Regions from separate parts of the Mus musculus genome. Here region 2 is linked to region 1. A link is a contact called in public promoter capture Hi-C data. All regions are on one chromosome and are shown on one strand. Each heading gives the region's core, a stretch centred on a gene start, on an enhancer-like site or on the middle of the called end of the contact. The rest is flanking DNA. Distances are from core to core; before and after follow the strand shown.

Region 1 (6,844 bases), core at 1,981-4,480:
AACTGCAAATTCACATTAAGAAGAGCAGTTTTTCAGAAAGATTTCAACTCTGGTGTATTTCAGTCCTATTCTATCTCCTAAGGACACGTTCTCTGACCACCTCACCTAGTTCAACTAGTATGCGATACCCAGATCTCCTCATTCTCTTCCTTCATACCTCCACCAAGGCAGAATTAAAATGATTACTGTAATGATTGGATGGCCTTCCCTGACAGACCCCAGCTGCGTGAGAATAAGGGTCAGTATCAATTATTGTATTTACATAATCAATGTGTGCTGGCTAGTTTTATATCAACTTGAAATAAGCTAGTCATTTGAGAGAAAAAACCCAACTGAAAAATGCTTAACATCCAGCTGTAGTCAGACAAGCCTGTAGGGCATTTTCTCAATTCATGATTGTGGAGAGAGGACCCAGCCCATTGTGGTACGCCCTGGGTTCTATAAGAAAGTAGGCTGAACAAACCGTGAGGAGCAAGCAAATAAACAGCATTCCTCCATGGCCTCTGCATCAGCTCCTGCTTCTAGGTTCCTGTCCAGATTCAGTTTCTCCCTTGGCTTCCTTCAGTGGACCGGGATTCAAGATACATAAGCCAAATAAACCCATTCACCTCCAAATAGCCTTTGGTCATGGTTGTTCATCGCAGAGAACTAACCCTAAGAGAGTATGTGACTCTATTATAAGAGTCTGCCTTAAATTCTAACCCAACCAATTCACAAATTAAAGTAGACAAATCTAGCACACCTATGAAACTTTGACATAAGAAAGTATCGTTACTTTGTAGGGTATAATAACTACTGCATTAACTTCATGTTGAGGTTTTATTGACTCGCGAGCAGAGCAGGGAAGCTGACCAAGTTTTCACACACTAGAAATATGGAAGGCACTACACTACAACTAACTTAAATATGGTATGTATGATAAGGCCTGAATAATCTCATATCATAAAGAAAAGCTTTAAGCAGCTTGCTAAGAAGGACATAAAGACAGGGCCACGATAGTGGCAGCAGTGCAATGTTCCTTTTAACAGTGTGCTAAGCAAGCGCTCCATCATTGAGCTGACTTCCAGGCCTGCAGAGATTTAGTGTTTTATCTCACTCTCAAGACCAAGATAGTATTACCTTTTCTGTCGGGTTTGGTGCATCTTTTAACCAGCCGAATTGAGTCCTTTACAAACTGCCGGCTGGGCTCCACAAACTGCATTACCTGATCCATGTTTGTCTGTTTAAAAAATAAAAGCAAAAACAACACACTCAGTAGTATTCTCTCACATATTAGGACTTATTGAGTTATACACAGAGGCAGCACAGTCCTGAATTCAATTCATAAAGAAAAAAGCTCTTCCAAGTTCATAAAGAAAAAAGTTCTTCCAAGCCTAAATTTAGAGTGGTTTTATGATATACAAGAAAGCACGAGACTCAAACAAGCGAGCACTGATCTTACCAATGTTGTTATCCTCCCTGGCAAAGGATCATACACTCATTAAAGGATTCTCTCATTACAAGATTAAGCAATAACAGCCCCCTTTCCTATCAACTACATTCATCTAACTATTCCGGCTAAGAAACCAAAAAATAGTTACGCTTAATACTACTTTTTAAAGTTCAAACTATTGAAAACTTAGGATCTACTACAACAAGTTCCAACTATGGTGTAACAAGAGCCTAAAATGGAGGCAAGAGTACACTCCAATCAAGTTGCTGGAAGTCATGCCCATATAATATATTTAAGTAAAAGTAGATTTCTTGGGGTGGGCAGACAGATGAATATTCCAAACAACAAAAATTGGCAAGATTCAGATTCTGCAAAGCCTTCAGCTAAATGTTTAGGTTTGAATATTTTGAGGTTCTTTTGAAACTCTATTAAGAATACAACGACTCTGAGAGCCACTGGTAACGGAGCCACAGTATTTGTACTCCATTTCCAGGTCTTAGAAGTCAGATGATAATTACACTCTCTAGCTAGAAAATAGAAGCCCTGCTGGGTCCCAGTTTTAAGCCGTGAACAGTGGACAAATAGCTGAACCACTTAAGGTACACACTAAGAAATCAATTCACAGCCTGATACAGAAAGCAAAGGGACGCCTGTTTTCTCGGTGTTTCATTTAGCTGTTCTTCAAATCCAACAGCCCTAAAACCACTAGACCAACCACTGCACTCGCTGTTAGAGGAGAGCACGAGTCCACTAAGACTTCTCGATGCTGACTACTGATCAAACACTTTTACTTTAAATTTCGACACCTGAACACAACTTCACAAGAGGTTCAAAGCATCAGGCTCTGGAAGCCACAAGAGACAATGAGTTCACCAACAGTGTGAGGATGTTCAGGCAGGGGATGTTCAGGGAGAAGGCTGAACCCTAGATCCAGACGCTAAGCTCTGAGTTCGTGAACTTTTGGAAACCCTCCTCCTTAGAGGTCTTGACTGGCTAATTCCATCTGAGGCTACGTAGGTAGAACCTGTGCCTGGATTTTGCCCTTTTCATAAATGAATGGCTCTCTGTCCACCTGTCCATCAGCGACCCGGCTCAGCCAACTTGTCCACAGTTCTGCAGCTTCCAGGTCCAGCTCCTGGCCTCCAGGCTTATCAAGGACGTCCTCGTGACCCCAGCCCGTGGCCCCTTCGCCGCCCCTTTCCCCGGGGGTTCCTTTGATCTCCACGACCCCCAGGCCCGCTCATCTCGCGCCCACTTAGATCCCGGCCCCAATCATCCCACCGGACGCTCGTACCTCCAGTTTCTTCACCTCCCCTGGTCCCTCCGTGTCCCTGGCCTCCCATCCCGCGGCCCCTTTGTGCCATGAACCCTAGACCAGCTTTCCCCTACCTACCACTCATGAGAAAATCCTTACTTACTGGATGGCGGATTGAGAGCGTAGAGACACGTAGCTCAGGAGAGAACCGAGCCCAACGGAACCGGAAGCTGGCAACCCACAGCCCGCCCATTCCTCCTTTCAATTGGCTCTTCACGCAGAGACGTCACTACGCCGGCGCAGTGCTACGTGTGTTTCTCCCGGCTTCCCGAGCAGAGGCCGACCTGAGCGATTCGGGTCTCTCCAGCTGAACGGGCGGGCGGTGTGGGATCTTGGTTCCCGATTGTTCGCCTCCCGGTCTCGGGCGCAGCCTCTCCAGCAGCCTCTCCAGCAGCCTCAACGTAAATCCACGAAGTGTCGCTAGTTAGTTAGTGAGTGAGTGTCTGCGCTACAGCTATGAGTCTCCCCGCTGCGCATGCAAATAATGTCACTGATCAAAAATGAAACAAACATCTCAGTATGAACGACCTAATTCAAACTATTCTCCATTCCCGGAAAATGACTTTCTGCTTATTATTCATGGGAATATAGAGGGAATTAAGACCGCCTACCTAGAACTTTCTTGTCCCCAATGAGGAATTAGATGTACTGCTGGTACTAACAGTCTCTGAGTGCAATACATTTGACATTTCTGAGTTAAGATTTGTTGCTTGGATAATCTTGATTGGCTCTATCAGTAGGCTTTGAAGAGTTTTTACTTCATTTCACGTGCAACCTCGGGCAAGTACTGTGAAACAGATTACAATACTTTGCTTTCATATGGAGCACAAACCATAATTCTACCATTAGTATCTAAAAGACCTATAAAAATTTTCTTCCAATCACTAAAAAAGATACAGCAGGTTTGCAAGTGTCATGAAGCACTACCTTGAAACATTAGTTCTTTGCTATTTGAAGGAGTTGTTTTTGTATATTCAAAATGAGCAATTAGAGTTTCTTTTTTTAACTCAGCTTGCAGCCATATATTGGGAAGTGACAACTGTCAATCTGGCATAACTTGGCCTTTGGATATAAAAGGGGTTAATGCAGCTACTGTATTATAACATTCTTATGTTTTTCGTGGTTGTTTCAGTATAAGTACGCATCTATAAATCTATCACTTGAGAATAGGAGGTGTGTAGATGTTCCAGGTCACCCTTAGCTACATAGAAATTTGAAGGACAGCTTGGGTTATATGAAAAACGTCTCAAAACAAAACAAATATATATATACACATTCAAGCCCAGGATTAAACACTGCAAAAAGATAAAACAGGAGAGTGATTCATATATTAATGATGTTTAAAGAAACACAGAATCCATAAGAATTCAGGAGAAGTGGAACTGAGTAAAACAAAAAAATATGATTTTTAAAACCACTAAAACAGGGCAGCTAAATATAGGTGACAAACTTCTAGCATACTGTGAAGGATTATCCAAATTAGGTTACTTACTGGCTGGGTTTTTGTGTCAACTTGACACAGCTGGAGTAATCACAGAGAAAGGAGCTTCAGTTGAGGAAATGCCTCCATGAGATCCAGCTGTGGGGTATTTTCTCAATTAGTGATCAAGGGGGAAAGGCCCCTTGTGGGAGGTGTCATCTCTGGGCTGGTAGTCTTGTGTTCTATGAGAAAGCAAGCTGAGCAAGCCAGGGGAAGCAAATCAATAAGAATGATTGGCCTCTCCATGGCCTCTGCATCAGCTCCTGCTCCCTGACCTGCTTGAGTTCCAGTCCTGACTTCTTCAGTGATGAACAACAGTATGGAAGTGCAAGCTGATTAAACCCTTTCCTCCCCAACTTGCTTCGTGGTCATGATGTTTGTGCAGCAATAGAAACCCTGACTAAAGCTGGGCATGGTGGCGCACGTCTTTAATCCCAGCACTCGGGAGGCAGAGGCAGGCGGATTTCTGAGTTCGAGGCCAGCCTGGTCTACAAAGTGAGCTCCAGGACAGCCAGAGCTATAAAGAGAAACCCTGTCTCAAAAAACCAAAAAAAAAAAAAAAAAAAGAAACCCTGACTAAGACAGTTACCCTCCCACCTAGTAACCCAGGTTACCCTGAGAGTTCATCCTGTCCTTTTCCAGAGTCTATGTGTGCATTTTTCCTAGGATCCTGTGTATGCATTGCTTTGCATCTGTGTGACAGTTCCCTGTGTAAACTTTGGTTGGTTCTCACCAGGTTTTCAGCCCAGTGAATGCCATGTGACTCTGTCTCCTTTTCTTTTAGACAGTTCTGGTAGTATTCTTCTATTCTTCTGCTCAGGTTTCAATGATTCACACGGTTGTTCTGAGTTCCACAGGTGGCCGCAGGCTGAGGAGCCACTGATATAAGTCTTATGAAATGATATCTTGTTTCTGACCTGTGGGTTGCCTACTACCTCTTACTCAGTAAACTTACTCAAAGAGGAGGGATTTCCTGTATTTACTTCTCATTTGCCCCCATATTTATGTGATTGTTGTTATTGCTTACTTGCTTGCTTATTTGTGGTGTTAGGGGTTGAACCCAGAGCTGTGTGCATGCTAGACAATTAGTATAACACTGAGCTACAACGTATCCTAAGACACATTTTAGAAATTTCTCCTACCTAATATTATGTACTTTGACAACATCATATTTTTTTCTCTTCCAGTAACGAGTTTACTAGCTTCAGTGAGATCAAGTTTACTAGATTCCATATGAGAGATTGTATTAAACTTGCCACACTCCAGGGTCTTCAGTGTTTTCCCATGTGATAGAATTTTACTCTTTATGAATGTAATTCTATTGTACATTCATATCATATTTTACAACCATTCTTCTGTTGGTAGATACTTTGGGTGACTCCATATCTTTGCTGCCACAAGAAGAGCTGTATAAGCATGAAAGCACAGACGTGGTGTTTTTTGGAATTCTGTTGAGTATATACCCAGCAATAGGGTGAAAAACAAAACAAAACATAGACAGCATCAAGTTTCCACAAGGATGCAAGGTTAAAGGGGATCACTTTGCTTGTAGGAAGATAAATGATAAAGCCACTTTGGGAGACAAACTGGAAATTCCTTACCAAAGGTACCCATAATCCTTGTCTTAGCTAAGTTCTCTATTGCTGTGTTTACATCACGCCCGAAAGCAACTTAAGGAGGGAAGGGATCTATGTCATCTTCCATTTCCAAGTAGTAGTCCATCTCTGAGAGAAGTCAGGGCAGGAACTCAAGCAGGGCAACAATACCAAGACAGGAAATGAAGCAGGAGCCATGGAGGAACACTGCTTATAGGTTTGATCCATATGGCTTGTTCAATGTGTTTTCTTATATACCCTAGGCCCTTTATAGGGGTGGCAACACCCACAATCAGCTGGAACTATCAGTCACTATTTAAGAAAATGTCCCACAGGCTTACCAATAGGCCAATTATATGGGCTGTTTGGGACATAGTCTCAATTGTAGTTTTGTCTTCTCAGATATGTCTAGGTTTAAGTAAAGTTGACAAAAACCAACCAGGACAGTTCTCCATACTACCCTCCAACAATAGAAAATGCCATGTTTACACAGAAACCTATAGCTATTTTATTAGCTTTTCTTTCTTAATTGCCATGACATAGAGAAAAACAATATACTTCAATAGCTGTGTGCTTAAATAGGCTGGACAAATCAAGATTGTACCAAAAGAAACTAGTGAGTGATCCACGTGAAAAGTCATGAAGTTAAGGTCAGATTACTAATTACAAGAAGCCAATCTGAGAAGTCTATGTAACCTTTGATTCCATGCATACAATACTCTACAAAAGGAAAACTGTGAAGGACAGAAAAAGATCAGCAGCTAGTCAGGAGTGTCCTGGGCTATAGAAAGGAGGGAATGGTGGAGCGCAGGAGACTGCCAGTTCAGTTGGAACTTCTGGATGTCATTTCAGTGCTGACATATGTTGTATTTGTTGGACCATGTAGAAGTACGCAGAGAATGAACACTAATGTGCAATGTGTGTTTCAGTTTAATATGTAAATGTTAGTTAATAAATTTTTGTAACAAGATATAGACACATTAATGAAGTTGAATTCTTAATTTATAACTAAAAGTGTTGGA
Region 2 (6,844 bases), core at 1,750-4,249, 2.4 Mb after region 1:
GATCATCTTCCTTTATGAGATAATGCAATTACAAACATCAATAAGGGGCTGCAAGGGGAATCATTATGCTGTGACAGTGATAAATGACGGTGCAGAAATAGCATGCTTCCCCCCCTAACAATCCTGGAGCCCAGGGGCTCCGGGGGCTGAACACAGTCGCCAAGGAAACAGATGACATCCCAAAAGGCACCAAAGGAAAAAATAAAATGAACAGTCTTTCTTTGCCTTTCACTCTTTTCCGTCTTCCAAAGAGTTAGTTTTGGCTCTAGCAGCAGCTGCCACACAGACATTTCGTTATTTCAGACATTAAAGACTGAAGCAAGCAGTGGGAGACTCCTCCCCTTAGTCCACCCCCACTAGACGGGCACACAAACCTTGCCATTCGCATTTTAGAACACCTGAAAATGCACGTCTCAAAAATCGGATTTGATTTGCACACGCTGTTTACCACCCACCCACCTCCCTCCCCGCACCCCCCAGAAGAAACTGAGTCTCCAGGGGCACAGTGGCGCCTCACGGATCTGCCAGAAAAGGGACTTTGCTAGTGTCTGGTCTCTGCTCTGAGCCGGGAGGCAGCAGTGGTAGGAGCCGGTTACTTGGGGTCTTTGCTGCCTTCCTAGGTTTTTTAGAGGTGACGTTATCAGTGACCCTCGATCTCCCGAAAGGGAGGAATCCGGCTCTTTGAAAGCCTAGACCATGCTCAACAACGTCTTCAAGGGGGATCTCTATGCGCAGTCACCTACTCAAATCCAGAAAAGTGGGTGAGGTTGGCAGAAGGGTTTTGCAGCGATTTCGGCGCTCGCCGCTCACCCCCACCCCCACCCCCAATGCCTGCGGGGACTGGGAGAGGTTAGAGCCTCGGGTCTTCAGGTGAATTCGGAGAACCTGTCACTTTTAGGGTGGTGGAAGAGAAAAGTGCTGAGGTGTGAGGGAGGCCTAGGCAGAAAAGCAAGAAAGGGAGGAGAGAAGGGGAGCCAGAGAGTTGGCCATCCTGTCTTTCAGTCATGTCTCCAACCCAGAGAAAGCAGACAGTGGGATCCTGAACTCTCCGGTACACTCTGCCTGAAGCTAGGGTGCCAAGCCAGAAAAACGACGCCGGGGAGAGGACCCGTAGGTGTATGAAGCAGGTGACTCTACTCTCTGCTTTCCTAATGGGCTAGGACCTGGGAGTAGTTTTCCTCCCAGAGAATAAAGTCACTGGTCCTAATGAACACAGTGTGGGGTAGAGGTGGTCAGGGCTAGGAATTATACAGTTGATCAAAGGAAGACTGGATTAAAACTAAATCCAGAGTTTCAGAGTCGGAATTCCCTGAGGTGGACTGAGCGCGTGAGCAGCACAGGAGTTACTTCTTCACCAGCTAAACCAAGCCCCTAAAAGTGCCTCCCATCTCCCTATTAAAACCCTAGGGTATCATTTTTAGGGCAAAGACTCTACAACGCAAACGTCTAGCGGATTGCCCAATATATTGTTTGTGTTTTCTTTCAGTTCCGCCTTGGAAGAGAATGTTTTAAACTTTTTGGGGGGGCGGCGGGAGGCTGGTTCGATGTGAAAGAGAACCCTACCCTTCCCATTATTTCTTGGCTTCAGTCTCCCAGGAAGACCCCCAACTCTCCCGCCCAGATCTTTTCCCCCAACCAGAGAGCTCTTAGCCTCTAATGCTGCGTCTACCCTTGATGGTATGGTTTGCCAAAGGGCCAGGGGGTGCTGGGTAGCACAGAAGAGACCAGGAAAAATGATGACTCAAACTGGGCGCCCCACACACAAACCCACACCTCCCTGCTTACGGTCCAAACACCCGTTGAGAACCTATATCACCAATTTCTGCTTTAACTGCCTTCCCAAGGGCCGAGGGCCTGTGGGATCCAAAGTGGGGGAAGTTTCTAGGACTTTTAAGGAAACTTGAAGGAGCTTCTGCCCAACACACTGTGACACTATTCTTCTCCATTCTACCGGAGTGCTATACACTCTGGAAGCTCACCCTCTTGCCCAGCCTGACTGTTCAAGGCAGCCTCCAGGGCCCAAGCTCTCACCGACATGCTCCCATGAGCGCCCTGGGATTCGGAAGCCGGGGCTCCGTCTGGAAAAGTCCTGTGAAAGCATTCTGGCAACTACAAACCACTCTGAGGGGTTCCAATTGACGGAGCCCAGAGTGAGCCGAAGAAGTCTTTGAATATGCTTTTGCGCTAACTCATGGACACCCAGGCTACCGAGACAGTTAATTCTTCTTAACTTTGACTTTCAGATGGCGGAGGTGGGGATGGGGGCAAGCATAGGACTCTTCTGCAGACCCCGAGTACCTCGGAGTAGTGTGGGATCACAACTGAGACCCACCCGCCCACGTACCAGCTCCAGCCCCAGCCCCAGCCCCGATGTCGTGCAGAGGGAAACTAAAGGGAGTCTGAGACGCGGCTGGAGCTGGGTGAGCCGGCCGCGGCGGTCTCATTAGAGACATCTCAAAACTCCTCTCAGCCCACCCCCAACACCCCCCTCCCGCCTACACAGGGGGAGCTGAAAGCATCACTGAAGGCTCGGAATTCCAGCGTAAAAGAGCAGTTTTCCCCTTTCACAACGTTCGGACTTTGTCCCTGGAGTTACTCAGTATGCGCTTCTGCCCGGAATGCGATCCCCATACCCAGATCCATCTTCTCTAGGCCCGCTAGGACCCGGCACCCCAACTGCTGTCCTTGTCGTTTGGTCTCCCCAGGGCTCCACCTAGCACGCCTCTCCCCGCGGTAAAACTCGTGGGCCGGGTTCCCCGAGAGGAGACAGCCTCCAAAGGAACTCCTAATACCATCCATACAGCTTTAATGCGCTTATAATTCGATAAGTGATTTCAATTTGAAATTGTTAGTAACTAATTTTATGGGTAATTTTTCCACATCAAATATTTAAGCATCAGATTAAGGGCGCCAGTTCCGACGCATGATCATAAGGGGGTTTCTTCCCCCCCCCTCCCCCCCGCCCCCTCAAAACACACTGCCGCGCTCCGCCTCCCTCCGGTCTCCTACTGCGTCGTTTTTCCAAATCCCCAAAAGGTGGCAGTAGAAGACGACTTTCCTCTTTTCCTGCGGCTCAAAAGAAAGGACAGGGGTGAGGGGCTGGGGGGGGGGGGGAGCGGCGGGGGGAGGGGTGGGGCGAGAAGAGGGCCAGGAGGGACTGGACGGTGCCAGGACTTTGCAAGCTGAGCCTTTAACACGTTTCCACCACCGCGCTAGCGAGAGCAGTGGCGAATTTCCTGGAGACGTCTCGGGCCACGGCGGCGCGCCCGGCGGCCCTGGGGTCGGGGTGCGGGCGACTCGGCACATTTGCACTCAACCCTCAGCCTCGTACAAAAGCGGGAGACGCAGAGAGGGACCCACCGGCTTCTTTCCATTTCTTTGTAGTTTAATATTGTCAATACTGTACAACCAACCTTGGCTCCTCGAGGCCGGGCTCTTCGAACACATAAGTCGGGGGGGGGGGCTGTTAATGGGGGGGAACTGGGGAGGGTGGAGGGAAACTAGGGGCGCAGCGGATGAATTGCAGACCAGTTGCCAAACTTTTTCCCCCTGCTGCCGCTGCTGCGGCTGCCGTGGCTGCAGCCTTTGCTTTGAATGTGTGTAACTAGGAAACAGCAAGCCGTCTGAGAAGACGGAATTTCCAACGTGTAAAATGTTCTTAACGGAACCATTGAGCGAGTGCAATAAGGCGTGAGGGGGAACTAATCTTCCCATTTAAATGTTTGTGGCAATTTTATCTAAATGAATTTTAATGCTAAACGAGGGTAATTCCCCATTTGTAGCGCGTTTGCTTCTTTCCTGTGCTTCTAAAGCAGTCGAACATCGTGCAATGAACAATAACAATAAAAATACTTCCAAGGCATATTATTCATTTTGAATGTGTTATAATTACATTTGATTAAATATGATCGGGTAACATTTTTAAATTTTTTGTAAAAGAAACTTAGTCATACTAGTCTCATTCAGCCAGCGGACTCCCCCCACCCCCCCACCCCCACCCCCAAAAAAGAAGCCTGTATAATTGTGTGCCCTGTTTAGGGGAGGGCGTTTTGTTTTTGTCCTTTAAGAAACATCAAAACCACTCTCCACACCTCTATTATTTTCCTCCTTCCGATAAGTGTCGTCAATAACCTCAAAGCTGGCTCTGAAATTTACAAGAGGAAAAGCTAAAACAGAATTAAACGGGAGGGTGTCAGGGGCAGGAACAGAGAGACCTGAGGAGCAAGGCTCGCACAATCCTCACTCCGAGGGGGGAAACCATGGCACAAAAGCTTGCTTTATTTTTTTCTAATTCCTAGACATTAATGATCATGATTCTTTTTAATCTCCACATTCCCCAGCCCCCCTTTGCTTGCGCTCACTCTTCCCCTCCACCCCCAGCCTCTCCCCCTGTTCTTTTCACCACCCTCTCCTTTCCCCCTCCTCCCCCCTCCCCGGCTTTCTCCCCACCCCGCCCCCTCCTACCCCAACTAGGCTAGAGCCTCCAGGATAATAAAGGCTGACTCACCGGGCTTGTACTGGGGAGGCAGAAGTAAAAGGACGGTTAGTTTATAAAGTTTATTATTATTTTTAAAAGTAAATAAATGGTTGTTAACTGCAACTAACCACCCATCAAAGAAAATGATTTCACTAATATGGACTCTTATGCAGTCGTAGAATTGTCTCGGGGCCAAAATAGGAAAGTTAAACAGTCCCATCTTTGGGGGGGCGAGCAGGGCGAGGTGGGCAACAGCTCTGAGACCAGGCTGCAACCTCTCTCACGTTCTCTCTCTCTCTCTCTCTCTCTCTCTCTCTCTCTCTCTCTCTCTCTCTCTCTCTCTCTCTCTCTCTCTCTCTCTCTCTCTCTCTCTCTCTCTCTCTCTTCTCCCTCCCTCCCCCACCCCCTCTCTCTTCTGCACACCCACGTGTCAGAAACAAGGCCCCATAAACAAAAGGTGAGAGTGCACACCTCTGCTCCTGCAGGTGAGGCAGTGACTCACCATTACCATTACTGAGTAGAGCCAACCCACAGCTGGTTTCTCTTTCCAAATAGAAAACAGGATTGCTGTGGGCAGTTTATAAGGTGACAAGGGTCTGAATGTCAGGCTAGAGTTTAAGGCTTCTGACTCATCCTTTGTTCCCAAAGCAACCAAAAGGCTGTTTTCTTAAAAAATTAATTTGCCTTCATTAAAATATTTGGATATTTCCCTTAGCTTTATGAAGCACTTTTTAGAGCAGCGATTTTATTTAAGTGAAATTATAAGCTATTGCAGCTTAAACATGTTATTTTGAACCATTTAGCTGGCTGCCATGCAGAAATTCTGTACAGCTGTTCTGGAAAATTGGTTAATAACCAGTTTTATCCAATGAGAACATAGAGCATATTTATAAAAATTAGATTTTGAAGTCTGGTCTCTTCAATTTTATATAGTTAATTTCTTAATAAACATGTACTGCTGGCCCTAGATAACATCCCTGGCAAAAGGCTGACTGTGGGCTTCAGCTCTGTCACAGCAGGATTTTACTGATCATGTAGGCGACTAATACTGAATGAAGTCTGAGGCTACAGCTAGCTTAGTGACTTTAACCCTTAATTTTGTTGGTATTACCAATTCGTTAAGTCATCTTAATCCAGTAGTTATTGTTAAATAATTTACTCAGTGGTTACAATTTTCAAATACATATGGCCCAGGGAGCTAATTGTTTGTTATCATTAAAAATGCTGTACTAATCATTAAAAGTTTGAGGGACACATCTTGTAAGCAGTAAAGTCAGAATGACAAAAAATAACCTTTTCATTCTGGAGTCTGACGTCATGACTGCACTCAATGACTGAAGCTGGACCTGGAGTTTGCATACTTTTAAATGCTAAGATAGGACACAGTGTGCCATGACTGTTATTAATAATTAGCTCCTTGTTTTCTTGATAGAAAAAGGCTATTGACAAGCATTTTTTATCCACAACAAAAAGTATAATTAGCGTACCCCACTCAGTTAACCTTATATGCATGCCACCTTGCACTAATCTGCTACTTTCACAAAAAAAAAAACAAAATAAATGCAATAATACAGTTCATCTTTCCAGTCCTTTTTGCACAAAATTTATTTACAATGTCTACATAAATGCTCCAAGGTGGGACTATGGAAAAATACACACATGACCAATGCTTTGCTGAGAAACAAAGTCAACATATTAAAAAATAAATCTTCAGTCTATGTTTTTTGAGCTGCATAAAACAGGAAGTGATGTATAAGGTGATGGTTGTTGTTGCATGGGGACGATGATGCTTGATGTGACAGTTAGGCTTCTAAACACACACGGCCTTTGGGTTTCCATGCCTCCTCCTACCAGTCTCCTTAAGACACTGCCTGCAACAGCTGATTAATCATTGTTGGTGACTGCAGTTTTTCCCATCCTTCCCGATTTACATCTGTTCAGGCCAATTCAAATATGGTGAGTAAATGAATTAGACATGCAAATTCAAGCCCCAGGCTAGAAAGAGGGAGAGGGAGGAGAAGAGAGAGAGAGAGAGAGAGAGAGAGAGAGAGAGAGAGAGAGAGAGAGAGAGAGAGAGCGCACGCACATGGCTGAAATCCTAGGCAAGAAGAAAGATTCTTCTGCCTGATAGTTATTTTAATGCTCTAAAAATCCTGCAAATCAGACCTTCCTGTCCCTTGCAGGATAACTGTAAGGCTTTTTAATGTAAGGAGGCTTCTGGAGGAAGTGAACAGCTATGGAAACAACACACATAGTGTGGAAAAATTTCACATTTTTTTTAAAAAATCTATAAGAAACAACGTAATATGGATAACAGTATAATAGCATTTACAATATTTCACTCTTTGTTCTTTTAATGTCTTATAT

Evidence for each region. Capture Hi-C pulls out chosen DNA fragments and counts their contacts.
Region 2: a promoter capture Hi-C map of liver shows a contact between it and region 1, with 4 times the contacts expected there. The contact joins the promoter of 8430419K02Rik here to the promoter of Sec61g in region 1. A contact is called at or near these places in 1 of 39 promoter capture datasets (pre-B cells) and 1 of 9 other capture datasets (liver).

Annotation. Positions count from the first base shown.
Region 1 is chr11:16,505,254-16,512,097 of GRCm38.p6, forward strand. Sec61g (SEC61, gamma subunit) reads right to left here and starts at 3,231. Exons shown (of 4, transcript NM_011343.3): 1 at 2,851-3,231; 2 at 1,120-1,219. The coding sequence starts at 2,940.
Region 2 is chr11:18,874,611-18,881,454 of GRCm38.p6, forward strand. It overlaps 8430419K02Rik (a long non-coding RNA gene), which reads right to left and starts at 3,000. Exons shown (of 4, transcript XR_003949854.1): 1 at 1-3,000. It overlaps Meis1 (Meis homeobox 1), which reads right to left. Exons shown (of 12, transcript NM_010789.3): 12 at 5,818-6,844.